2 separate regions of the Mus musculus genome follow, and region 1 is linked to region 2. The links are chromatin contacts, called in public HiChIP or PLAC-seq maps. All regions are on one chromosome and are shown on one strand. The core of a region is the stretch at or near the end of the contact, and the rest is flanking DNA. Distances in the headings are between cores, read along the strand shown.

What was found. HiChIP or PLAC-seq counts read pairs in DNA pulled down with a chosen protein or histone mark.
Region 1: a contact with region 2 is called in an H3K4me3 HiChIP or PLAC-seq map of the 230-238 cell line, with 77 read pairs. The contact joins the promoter of Ctsc here to the enhancer-like site in region 2. A contact is called at or near these places in 6 of 39 promoter capture datasets (the C10 cell line, hippocampal neurons, liver and 2 more), 3 of 15 datasets of contacts at CTCF or cohesin (CD8 T cells, the G1E-ER4 cell line and pro-B cells), 47 of 484 Hi-C or Micro-C datasets (the 63-12 cell line, B cells, the BV-2 cell line and 32 more), 13 of 115 datasets of contacts at active chromatin or transcription factors (the 230-238 cell line, CD8 T cells, bone marrow-derived dendritic cells and 7 more) and 4 of 9 other capture datasets (adipose tissue, bone marrow-derived macrophages, liver and 1 more).

Annotation. Positions count from the first base shown.
Region 1 is chr7:88,275,279-88,281,871 of GRCm38.p6, reverse strand. It overlaps Ctsc (cathepsin C), which reads right to left and starts at 3,787. Exons shown (of 7, transcript NM_009982.5): 1 at 3,498-3,787; 2 at 340-485. The coding sequence starts at 3,669.
Region 2 is chr7:88,224,115-88,230,295 of GRCm38.p6, reverse strand. No RefSeq gene overlaps it. Among named protein-coding and RNA genes, the nearest start is that of Ctsc, 51 kb to the left of the region's middle. Within about 2 kb of position 4,360, at least 45 of the 459 cell types and tissues checked have an H3K27ac peak or open chromatin away from gene starts, as enhancers often do. A contact at or near this core is called in the 230-238 cell line, the 63-12 cell line, B cells and 14 more, where this site is marked.

The DNA.
Region 1 (6,593 bases), core at 2,538-5,037, 52 kb before region 2:
TACATGTTAATACAGCAATGAGTCCTTAAGGCCAGCACAACATGGTTAGAATAGAATGAACTCTAGACGATGAAGTCTATCATCTCCTTATCCTTCCTATAGCTTCTCTACAATGCCAATGATTAAGGGAACATCTAAAATATAAATACAGAATTATGCATTTTTAAATGAACGAACTTACTCAAAAGTTTAATTTTTCAATGTCAAATTTACAATTGTTGACTAGTCTTAGAAAAGTGAGTGTCTATTCAGGTTATGTTCTTGGTGTAAAAGGAGCACTCCCGAGGTTCCTAATCAGGAGAAATTTTAGATTAGAAATAACAGGTAACAGAAACTAACCTTGAAAAACGCAAACCATTTGTAGTCATTCAACACAATCTCGAAGCCTTGGTTGTAAATGAGGGTAAAATGCCCGGAATTGCCCAGCTCGTCGTAGGCAGTATCCAACTTCTTAAGGTGTACCACTACCTTTTCTTCTGTTGCTTCTAAAGAAAACAAAATGTATAACAAATCAATGTTAACCCAACACCCAGTACCCACCTCCTCAATATTCTATTGTAAGGTACTTTCAACCTTGCAACCTAACTGGGATTCAAGATTTGTGTCATGAAAAAAATCAGTCTCTCCTGGACCTAACAGGACAAGTATTAGATTATAAACTCAGCACTGGGGATCTGGAGACAGGCAGATTGTTAAGGGACTAGCCTGGACTACATAATAAATTCTAGGTTCTCTAGGGATACATAGTGAGACTTTGCCAGAAAAGACTTGTTTTTTTTTCAATTTTTTTTTAATTGGTTATTTTATTTATTTACATTTCAAATGTTATCCTCCTTCCGAGTTTCCACTCTGGAAACCCACTATCCTCTCCTCCATCCCCTTACCTCTATGAGAGTGCTCCCCCACCCACCCACCCACACTCCTCAAGTCTCAATTTTGTTCCCTCTGTATGGTGATGAAGAAGGGCTCCTGGCAAGTCTGTGAAGAACATTGTGGTGTCAGCTAGCACATTGGCAGAGAGATCAACCAAACACTTAAAATATCTTCCCATCTGGGTGTGTTAATCCAGAGTCAGAAGTAGGTGAGTTTAAATCCAGCCTGGTCTACACACTGTTACATCCAAACCAGGGCTATATAGCAAGGCACTGTCTCCGAGAGAGAAGAGGGACCTGGGAGAGGGAGGCAGGGAGAGAAAATATTTTCTTCTTGTAAAAAATGGGGAGGGGACTGTTCAAAATTAGAGAAATGGGGGCAAGCTAAAAAGAAAAAGAAAAAAAAAACTGATCAAAAAAAAAAAAAAAAAAAAAAAGACTACATAAAAACACTGACTTAAGCCGGGTGTGGTAACGCACACTTTTAATCCCAGCACTTGGGAGGCAGAGGCAGGCGGATTTCTGAGTTCGAGGCCAGCCTGGTCTACAAAGTGAGTTCCAGGACAGCCAGGGCTACACAGAGAAACCCTGTCTTGAAAAAACGGGGGGTGGGGGTGGGGGGGGAACACTGACGTAAATGTTACCTCTCTCCTCAAAGATATAAAAATAATTTGAGTTGATAGGTACTAATGTTTAACTTGCATAATAACAGGGTCTTTTTGGGTTGGGTTTGGTTTGGTTTGATTTTTTGAGACAGAGTTTCTCTGTATAGCACTGGCTGTCCCTGAACTCTCGCTGTAGACCATGGTGGACTCGAACTCAAAAATCCACCTGCCTCTGCCTCCTAAGTACTGGGATTAAAAGCGTGTGCCACCACTGCTCTGCTTCTGTGTGTCTTTAACTGTTGGATTAGAGTCAAAAGTAGATTTATAGGTAGAGGCTATTCAGCTGTTCAGCTGTGTCCATCTTAGAGTTTTACACATTAGTCTCTCTCTCTCTCTCTCTCTCTGTCTGTCTCTGTCTTTCTTTCAGATTAACAAGCTAGATGGAGACTGTTGGATTTCAGCAAGCCCCCCCCACCCCCACCCCAGGGGCTTAAGTGCATATTTTACACATCAAGGCAGGCCTGACCTTCAGGTTCTTCCAGTATCCCTATGTCCCTACCTGGTGTACCAAACCTTGAACTTTCCAGCCTAAGGGTTGGGCTGCCCTTCCACCAGAGGCTCTTCCCTATATAATCCAGTCATTTTGGTCTCTTGTCCTTCCTTTTTTTTTGGTTTTTCGAGACAGGGTTCTCTGAGTAGCCCTGGCTGTCCTGGAACTCACTCTGTAGACGAGGCTGGCTTTGAACTCAGAAATCCGCCTGCCTCTGCCTCCCAAGTGCTGGGATTAAAGGTGTGTGCCACCACTGCCCGGCCTCTTGTCCTTTCTATCTTCAGACCTTCTCTCCATGGGAACTTTCAATCTCTTCCCCTTCTCCTCTGTCTCCCTTCCCAAGGCTGTTTCCCTGATCTGTGATCTTGCCTCCCCTGCCAAAAGCAGTTTCCAAATAAACCTGAGATATAGATAGATAGATAGATAGATAGATAGATAGACAGACAGATAGGTAGATAGGTCCCTGATCTGGCTTGAATTAGCTCATTTTACCGTGAAGGAATAACTTATCAGAGACTTCATATGATAAGGCGATGCAAACCTTTTCTCTCCCTTCTGCCTCATCTCCATGCTCAAATTTAGAAAAGAAACAATTGTAGACACCACCCAGGATTAAGCTAAACCCAGTCACCTGGAATTTAGTAAATGACTCCTTGTTGGAGGCAGGGGAGGTGGGATATATGACAGCATTTATTCTACTCACAAGAAAACTACAGTTCAGAGTTGAGTTTCTCTGTGCAACTCTGACTGGGGAGACCATAAGTGTCACTCTTCTTATCTGTACTACTGTTTTCCTATATCCGAGGCACGTGGAATGCCCCAGTCTTCATTTACTACATACTCACTGAGAGCCAAGTGTTAGGCATTGCGTTTGCTTCCGTCATATCCAAACACTACTGTAAAATGTGACAAAAGAGACAGGAAAAAGCTTTTGTATATCTCTCGAAATTCCTTAAACAAGGCGTCCAGAAATGTCAAGGAAAGTAGCAGATAAAACAGGCCCAGTTTGAAGTGGTCTCTTCCCACTACCTCACAGGGAAAGAAGGAGCGCCCCCATTAGAAAGAAAAAGAAAAAAAAAAGAAAAAAAAAAAAAAAGAAAAAAAAAAAAAGGCTAACTCCTAGAGTCTGAGCTCAGCAGTCAAGACTCTGAATTTTAAAAACAAGAACCTGTCAGACCTGAGTGAAGGGTCAAGAAAGCAGTTCTCCACTCGCTTCTAAGAAATCAAAGCAAATAAAACAAGTAAAAAACCAGGGGCGCGTTTCCTTGAACATGAGTTGTGAGATAATCAGGAAAATAAGTGTAAAGTTAGAAGTTCTCAGCAGCTCAAATTCAACTTAGCGGCCCTGGCTCTGATCCCCCAAGGGGCCGTTCGTCAGCTCTTAACTCTCCAGTCACCCAGAAACGCCGGCCCCAAGGCAAGGACTCAGGGACAGAAAAGGACAACTCGGGACCCTGGGAAGCCGCTTACCCATCACCGAGCAGTTAATGTCGCTTCGGGAACTTCTAGGGCCCACCTGGAACACCCAGGTGCCCAGCAGATCAGGGTAGGTGCAGTTGGCAGGAGTGTCGGAGCGCACGGTGCAGACTCCCAAAAGCACCAGCAGCAGGACGGCGCGCAAGGAGTGGGTCCAGGGACCCATGCTGACGGCGCCCGCGGAGCAGATGGCAGAGAAAGCAAGTTCAACTGGAACACCACTCGATGGCAGTCAGGCGACCCTAGTGGCTCCCGCCTTAAAATACCCAAGAGCCCGGAAACCCAGGGTCCGCGGGGCGGGGTTACAGGGTGGTGAGAACAGAATGAGGTGGGGGAGGAGCGGCGAGGCTGTGAGGACGGGGGCGTGGAGTGACTGAGATGTAGGGAGGGACAGGGTGTGACTAGGTGAGGCAGCACGAGGTGGCCTGAGGAAGTTAGTTAGTGACAGTGTAGGGTGGGGACAGGCACCACTAGGAGGAAGAAGGAAAGTGGCCTTTGGGGACCTCTGCCTTTCAAGGAACGCCAAAGCTGAGAACTCTGTAGCGGTGTTTTGTAATGCCAGTGTGATTAAAATAGAATCTACCCTGTGCAATACAGGGTTGACAAGAGTCTTAAAGTCTACTGAGGCTAATTCTCTTTCTCTTGTTTTTGGTGCACTTTCCTGCATTTCTGACTCCGTGGAAAAACTTTACTAGCTAACCTAAGATAGTCTTGAGAATTTCTGTTCCATTTACCAAATCTAGCTTTTTATCTTCAGGGTTTTCTTTGGTTTCCGGTCTGCCTGTTTACCCGAAGATTTCAATTGTAGTGAACCTTTACAGGTTGGGTGAATCTGTTTTGTTTTCCCTCCCTGGAACTTTATTAGGATTAAGTTGAATGGGGTGGGGGTTGCGGGTGACTGGGGTGATCACATTGTGATCACATTGCTCAAGCCCTTCTGTTTTCAGAATGAAAGCAAGAATTAGAGAAAGAGGAAGTAGCTTGCTCAGGATGAAGTGGTCTTCTGAGCTCCTGTGTCAGGCTTTCCCAAGGGCGAGCTGAAGGGAGCATAGTTGAACCTTGCCTCCTCTGTCAGTCTTCTTGCCTGCAATTGTTAAGTAGTAATCTTTAGCGAAGCATCCTGCTCTTGTGAGAGCTGTTTTGAGTTGCCTGGCTGTTGTTGGCTGGGATCATGATCATTCTGAGCTAATCTGAGAATACAGAGATGAACCAGGCAGACTTGATGAGCCTCTTTGACCTAGTAGGCTTGTGCACTTTGTTTCTTTTTAAACCCCATCCCACAGATCACAGATATTTATGTGCAGACTTTTTTTTTTTTTTTTCCACTGAGTACATGCAGTCCGAGGAAGCAATGTGGTTGAAGAACAAACCACTTCTGTCTCTGAATTCTGCTTTAAAAACACTCAGGCTTCTAAGCCTGAAGGCACACTTTGATAGGGGTCCTTCTTGATAACTAAGGGGCTAGAGTGTTCTTTCATATGAAACTAGGCTACAAGAGCTAAATGGGGAGGAGCTGACACCTTCTAGATCTCAAAAGCCTTTATAGGATTAAGAATTGACATTGTATAATTAAGCTAGCATTTTCTTTTAAAGGCCCCATTACAGATAGCATCACTTTCCTAAATTTCTACAGTTTGTCGTTGTTGAAACATTTTACTAAATGATCCATATCTTAGAGCTAAACGTGGGATCTGGGAATTCCTTTGATGGACATAATCAAAGTAGAACACTTACTTGTTAAAAAGAAATTAAAGCAGCCTTTCTAAAGTCAATGGCAAAGATTGTGGGTCACTTTGGATTAATGAATGCATCCTGATATTAGGAAATGGAGATTTAGAGAGTTGAATCACTTGTCAAATGTCATTGCCAGTTAGGGAGAATCAGCAAGAAACATGTGCAAGTTGCACGCCCCAAAGTTTAGTATATGTTGAGTGATATAAGATAATATGAGTTTCTAAGCAATACACACTTGTCCTTGGGCCTCCGAGATGGTACTGTATAGTGTGGCTCAGGAAGTGTAATTCCAGTGCCAGTTTATAAACTAAGTTATGCAAGTTTCTGAGTTTTACCTTATACCTCTGCCAAACCAGAGAATGTTGAAGTAAATTCCAGCATTTCTTTTCAGCAGTGTATTTTTTAACAGTCTTTTAGATGATACAAAATCAATTTGAAGTTTAGGGAGCATCTTCAGGAACTTTCTCAGACTTGAAGTCTGGCTGTGGCACAATCTGTAGATCTGTTACTGTCTTTTGCCTTTCTTCTTCTTCTTCTTCTTCTTCTTCTTCTTCTTCTTCTTCTTCTTCTTCTTCTTCTTCTTCTTCTTCTTCTTCTTCTCCTTCTCCTTCTCCTTCTCCTTCTCCTTCTCCTTCTCCTTCTTCTCCTCCTCCTTCTTCTTCTTCTCTTCCTCCTCCTTCTTCTCCTTCTTCTCCTTCTCCTCCTCCCCCTCCTTCTTCTTCTTCTTTTATTTCTCCTCTTCTTCTTCCTCTTCTTTCTCCTCCTTCCCCCTTTTTCTTTAATTTATAAGGTGTATGTAATTATATCTCAGCTGGTTTTACAGTGACTAAGTGAGTCAATAACAGATAACTTCAGGTATCACACACATTTGCCACTGTGTATATTTATGGTTTTAGAACCATTTTTCTTCTCTCTTAAGCTTTTTTTTCATTGCACTTATATATTGATTTTGTATATGTAGGAGATACACATAGTATGGAGTAAATTCCAGCCTTCTACCGAATGAGTCCCAGGTTCAAACTTACATATTTAGGCTTGGTGGCAAGGACTTTTACCCAGTGAGGTATCTACTAAGACTGTCACTATATACCTTAGTTAGGGTTTTACTGCTATGAACAGACACCATGACCAAGGCAACTTTTATAAGAACAACATTTAATTGGGGATGGCTTACAGGTTCAGAGGTTTAGTCCATTATCACCAAGGTGGGACCATGGCAGCATCCAGGCAAGTATGGGGCAGGAGAAGCTGAGAGTTCTACATCTTCATCCGAAGGCTGCTATCAGAATATTAACCCCCAGACAGCTAAGATGAGGGTCTAAAAGCCCACACACGGTAACACACCTACTCCAACAA
Region 2 (6,181 bases), core at 3,111-5,610:
ATGGGCGCAAACAGGATGCTGACTTATCACCACATTGCCAATGTTGACTTGATTCACAGTCATCTGCTGAAAATTATACCTTCTTCTCGGTACTTCACCAGTTGCTGACGGTAAATAGCTTATGTTAATTTAGTTTGTATCCATAAAGAGATTTTTCTTTCTCAAATATTATCTGCTAGCTTTAGTGTCTCCTGACTAGTTTTGTCTGGATCAGTTGACAATGATGTTTGGCAAAGTGTGATTTGCTGATGGACACTTGTTATGATTTGGTTTGGACTTTTCAGTTTAAGGGAACACTTTTATTCTCTATACTTTCACATGTTTTGGGATATACTTACTGTTTTATTCAAGAGCTACACTCTTTTGTGATCACTACTTTCATAATCTAACCTTTTCTATTTTGTCAAAGGAGACATTTAGAGCTTCTCTGGGTTTCTTTTTGACCCACCAATGCTTGGAGAATTCATTACACTATAGGGAGATATTTTAACCTGGTCTTAACTTCCTTGGTATACCTAGAGGCAGCCATTTCTTTACTGAACACTTCTTTCATTTTATGGAGAATGATATTTATTAAGTAAGATATGCATGGTTGTTTTTATTTTTAAAAGAACACATGTAAATTAGCATATGACAAAGACCCCAAATTGTCAACAAGGGTTAGTTAACTTATGTCCAGTGTAGACCATGGGAGGGAATTGATAAATGTTTACTTAATGCATGAAAGCCTTTTAACAGTGTTTTAGTAGCCTATTTGGATTGGTAGCTTTCTACCTTGAGCTCAGCCCTTTTTTCCTGCTCTCAAGTCCTCTTATAATTTTGACAGAATATTACACTTCTCCAAAGTTCTAGTGGTAGACTTCAGTTGCATAGTGTTATCATGCTCTTTCCTTATACACCTTAAAACTTTTGGCTTAAAATTAAGTCTCAATTGAGTGCATGGAATCTGTCAACTGTTTCAGTGACAATTTGCCAAAATTTAGAAAATTCTTTTGTCCATCTCTGTTTTTCTTTTGGTTTTGGTTTTGTCTTTGTTCTTTTGTTTGTCTTTGTGGTTGTGGCAGGTTGCAATCATGCATGAAGTTTTCTGATTTCCTCTAACTGAAACAGTTGCTCTTTCTTCAATTTTATGATGACTTTTTAACCGTTTAGTTCATCTTTCAAATCACCACGTTTCTCTATTACATTTTCTCATCTCTGTGATAAATTACTGGGGAGAAGCAATGTTCAGAAGATGGAGTTTATTTTGGGCTATCAGTTTGGAAGGATGCAGAGCGTCTAGATGGGGAAGATGGGCTGTGGAGTGTGATATATGTGATGCACCTTGTCGTGTCCACAGTCAGGAAAGTGAGACAGAGACAGACAGACAGAAGGACAGACAGACAGACAGACACACACACACACACACACACACACACAGTGGGGAGAGTTTTCTTTGCTGCTTTGCTTGTCCCCATTCTCCTCCTTTTTCACGCATGGATCTCCAGTTATGATCTGCTGCTGCCAATATTCAAGGCGAGCCTTCCTTCCTCAGTAAAGCCTCACTGGGAGCACAAAAACAAACAAACAAACAAACAGACAAACAAACAGACAAACAGACAAACAAACAAACAGACAAACAAACAAACAAACAGACAGACAAACAAACAAACAGACAAACAAACAAACAAACAAACAGACAAACAAACAAACAGACAAACAAACAGACAAACAAACAGACAGACAAACAAACAAACAAACAGACAAAAACAAAAAAAGCAAAATCCATGTAGAGAGGTATATCTTCTGGGTGACTCTAAATCCAACCAAATTCACAGTCAAAATTAATAATCATTATTTTAAATTTTTCCATACAGGTATATAATGTATCTTGATTATACTCACTCTCAGTCCCTCTCTCCAGTGATTCTGGAGTTTGCCCCTCACATATCTCCCTCCAAACATTATATCCTTAAAACACATAACCTAGTGTGACCAATTATAATGTTGTTCATACACACATGGGTGTGGGCTTATACACTTGTGAGCAGGCAACCTACCTACCAGTGACCACCACTCCAAAAAGTGATTCCCTCACCTAGCAGCTATGTTATGCTTTGCATAGAACACGAGGATCACCTCTCCCATCACAATTTCTAAATAACCATTACATAGATTGCCACTTATCATTGTATTTATTATCTTTCTTATTTATTTGTTTGCTTGTTTGTTTATTTATCATCATGGACACCACTCATTATACATCAGTGCATAGTATACTATAACCTAGCTGTCATCTCTTTGGGTAAAAGTAAAAATCTACCATTTTTACTATTAAGTATCCATCTTACAGTCAAAAAGTTTACACATGAACTTGGGAGGCAGGTGGAAGTCTATGAGTTTGAGGCCATCACAGTCTACAGTGTGTTGCAGGTTAGCCAAGGCTCCTCAGGGAGATTCTGTCTCAAAAAACGTTAACATTTATGAGACATTTAAAGCACTAAGATCTGATGTTATTTGATGCTTACTCCTATGACGTAAGTAGCTGGGAAGAGGCATTTACTTTTGGTTTATAAGGAAGCACCTCTAAATGCTTATTTTAATTGCCCATAGTCACAGGCCAGACATGCTGTGAAGGCAGCTTTAAAATCCAAGTTCTTTAGCTTCAAATATTTTCTCTATTGTCTCATACAAAGCTACCTTCTCCCAAAGAAAAACAAAAACAAAACAATTAATGCTCATTAAACAAGGCGTGGAAGGAGTAAATGAGGACAAGCCTCAGAACCTGGCTTCTCACCCAGCTAAAGTTGAGAGGCTGTTGGATGATATCAAATAAAATTGATGCAGCGAATGGACTTCACATAGAACAGTACAAGCTAACGTGCATGCACACCACATTTGCAGATGTTTTGCAAATGATTCACAGGAATAAGCTTTGTATTTCTTCTGTCATCCCCTATAGGAAGCATTTTCATCTGGTCTATATGTACTCTCATGGATTGCATAGACATATTTTAATTAATTATTATTAATGCATATTTATATATCTATATATGTATCATGCATGTATGTGTGTGTACATGTGCTTGGAAACTGGAACATAGTATTGGCAGTCCTCTATAATTTTCTGTCCATTCCTGTAAAAAATGGCTTTATTGAATTTGTTCTTCAGCAACTTTATACTCTATGCATATAGATTGTTTTAAATACTATAAATCCCTATCCTTCCACTCTCTTCTTCCTGTACCTATTAGATCCCCAACTCCTCCCTAAAATATGTTCTTTTTGAGATACATTCTTTCCTTGCACCTCAGGCTGGGATAGACTAGAATCCAGAAAGTCACAATGATCCTCTTTTCTACCATACATGGATCTGGCATTTCAAGTATTTACAGAAACAGTTGGGTTGAGATCTGAACTCTAGTTCTCATGACTGTGAAGTGTTCTTAAGTACTGAACTATCTCTCCAGCCCTTGAGCACACACACACACACACACACACACACACACACACACATTAAGCAATGTCAGCATTTACAGAGGGCTGATTTAAAACACATTCAAGAAGAAGTTGTCAATAACAAGGCTTCAAAAAAAAAAAGAGAGAGAAAGAAAAAAAGCTGAGCCAACCATAAGCCTGTTTTGTGTTTTTTGATTTTTTTATATCAAAATATAGTTTTATCATTTTCTCTCTTCCTGTTTCTCCCTTAAATCCTCCCCATGTTTCCCTTCTTTCTCTCATATCATTCTCTCTCTGTCTCTTTCTCACTGTCTGTTTCTCTCAAATCAATGCCCTCCCCTCAATAGCTGAATATCTTCCAGATGGTTCCAGTATGGAGTCAGACAGGTCTAGGGATCAGCAAGTTATGTGGCCCTGAGGTCTTTTTAAGTTTACAACTTCATTTTTTCATGTCTATGCTTTCCTCACTTTGGATTATTGCTTGCCTTGTTTTCTTTCTAGTTTCTTCCTTGTTGCTTCACTTTCTGTCTCTTGTATTCATATTCATTTTCTCTTTCATTTCCTCCCTTTCCTCCCTTAAATAATTCAAATAAAGAAACAAAAAGTCTGGTTAGATCCATGGCAGGAGTCTGTGCTGATCGAGGATGGTAGCAAGGTTGTGTGAATTGTTATGGGAGAGTGGGAAAAGTGCAAGTTTTGATATTAGATGAAAAAGGTCCCCATAAACTGGGGACACTGTAGTGCATGGACTGGAGCCTGAATGTAGGGCATTCACTATTCCTAGTGAAGGACAAAGCTGAGAGACACATATTTACACATGGCTGCAAAAGAATAATTGTGCTTCCTGTAAACTGTAGAGTCTAAAGGGTGTCTGCTATTAAGACACTCTAGTCCCTTACATGGCTCTTACTTACGATTTCACTACCCTTTTTCAGTTCCTTCTGTGTTCAGATGTAGCTCAACTTTATCCATCTTTCTTCAACTTTAGAGCCTCCTGATATTGTCTTCCTCCCATTTTGCCTTTGACTAACTCCTAATTATTCTAAGAGATATTTAGGGACAACTTTCTTAAAAAACAAAAACAAAAAAACAAAAAACAAAACCAAAAAAACACAGTCCTACACCTCTAAACTAAACTAAACTTTACTATATTCCCTTTTTCTGCAGTTTGTCCTTCCTAACTGCACACAATAGCTTATTTCCCTTTAAAATAAATTGGTTTTTAGGTAACCAGGTTTTCATCTTTCTCCTCTATTAAAATGAAACTGCTATGGAAAGAACATGTGAGATGAATGCTTTCAAACTTGGTGTTAGTGAAAACAGAGTAACAGAATAACAGATCTACTGACTGTATCTGTTACAAAACACAGGCAAGGCTAGAAGAATTTGAGTTCATATCCTAAGGCTATCCTGGGCTACACAAGAAGATTCTGGAGGGAAAGGAGAATAAGTACTGTGCCTCATATACAGTACATGTATAATATGTCCCCGTTGTCATTGAAAAGTGACAGTTTACACATATAAAAGTGGACTCACTCTACAGACACATTGTACCTTACATCCATTATTACTGACTGTCAAGATCTCTTTTTTTAAATATAACAGTTTAGTGTACTTCCACATTTGCTTCATAGCAGTCCCCAGAGTAGATGGCAGACTGTTAGGCTGCAAAATGCTATGCTTCTGCCTATCTATATGTAATTAGAACTAACCCACTTTCCATGCTCCCTTACTGCTCTGCACAGAGCGCTATGGAAGAGGAAGATGTATTTTCCACTTGGGTCATAGCATGAACTTTTTATAAAATCCTAACTTTTACCTTCAGGGCTTCAAAAATGAGGGCATGAAATATTTTTAGTTATTTCTATTTTTTAAATTTTAGTTGGAGTTCTTAACTCTTCACACCAACTACTTCATCGCACACAGTTTCTTAGAAATGCAAAACATCAACAACTGCAACACTGCATACCAAATTCTTGAATAGCAAGTTTGAAATAAATGCAGAAATGAACATAGTACACAACACACAGTAAAAGGGATTCATGTGTTTATTTTCTTTATTATTCCTTTGATCCTGGGTCCTGACTAAGAAGGATTTGTTCTTTAACAAAATATCACAGCTGTCTTGTAAGAAGCTTGGTTTTTTAAAATGTACTTTCGAATTGTTAGGTGGATAAATAAAATGTTTGAGTGAATTTACCAAGCATCTTACTTTCTACAGATTATTTTTGAAAGGTATTTCAGATGAGTCTTCTCTTTATTCCTCAATAAAAATTTTTTCTTATACCTCTTCTTTTGATATCTCAGGTGTGTTTTATATGGTGTAGAGTCTTGTAGGATCTGCTTCATTTTTCTTCAGCATCTTGGAATATTTCTCTCCCTGTTCCCCCATTAATCCACAGATCATTTGTGGATAAAGATTTCAACCTACCTTTTTTAAATATATTAAATATTTATTCATCTTTAATTTCATATGCTTAAGTGTTTTACCTGCATGCAAGTGAATCTTATGTATTTATGATGTCTGCATGTCTTTTGCTCTTGTGTATTTATGGTGTCTGCATGCATATGTACCTTGTATGTTCCTTGTGTCTGCAGATGATAGAAGAGGGTTCATGGTCTCCCGGAACTGGTGTTATAGACAGTTGTGAGCTGTCACATCATCTATGTCATGCTAGAAATCAAATCCAAGTCTTCTATAAAACTAGCAAATATTCTAAACTGCTAAGCCATCTCTCTAATC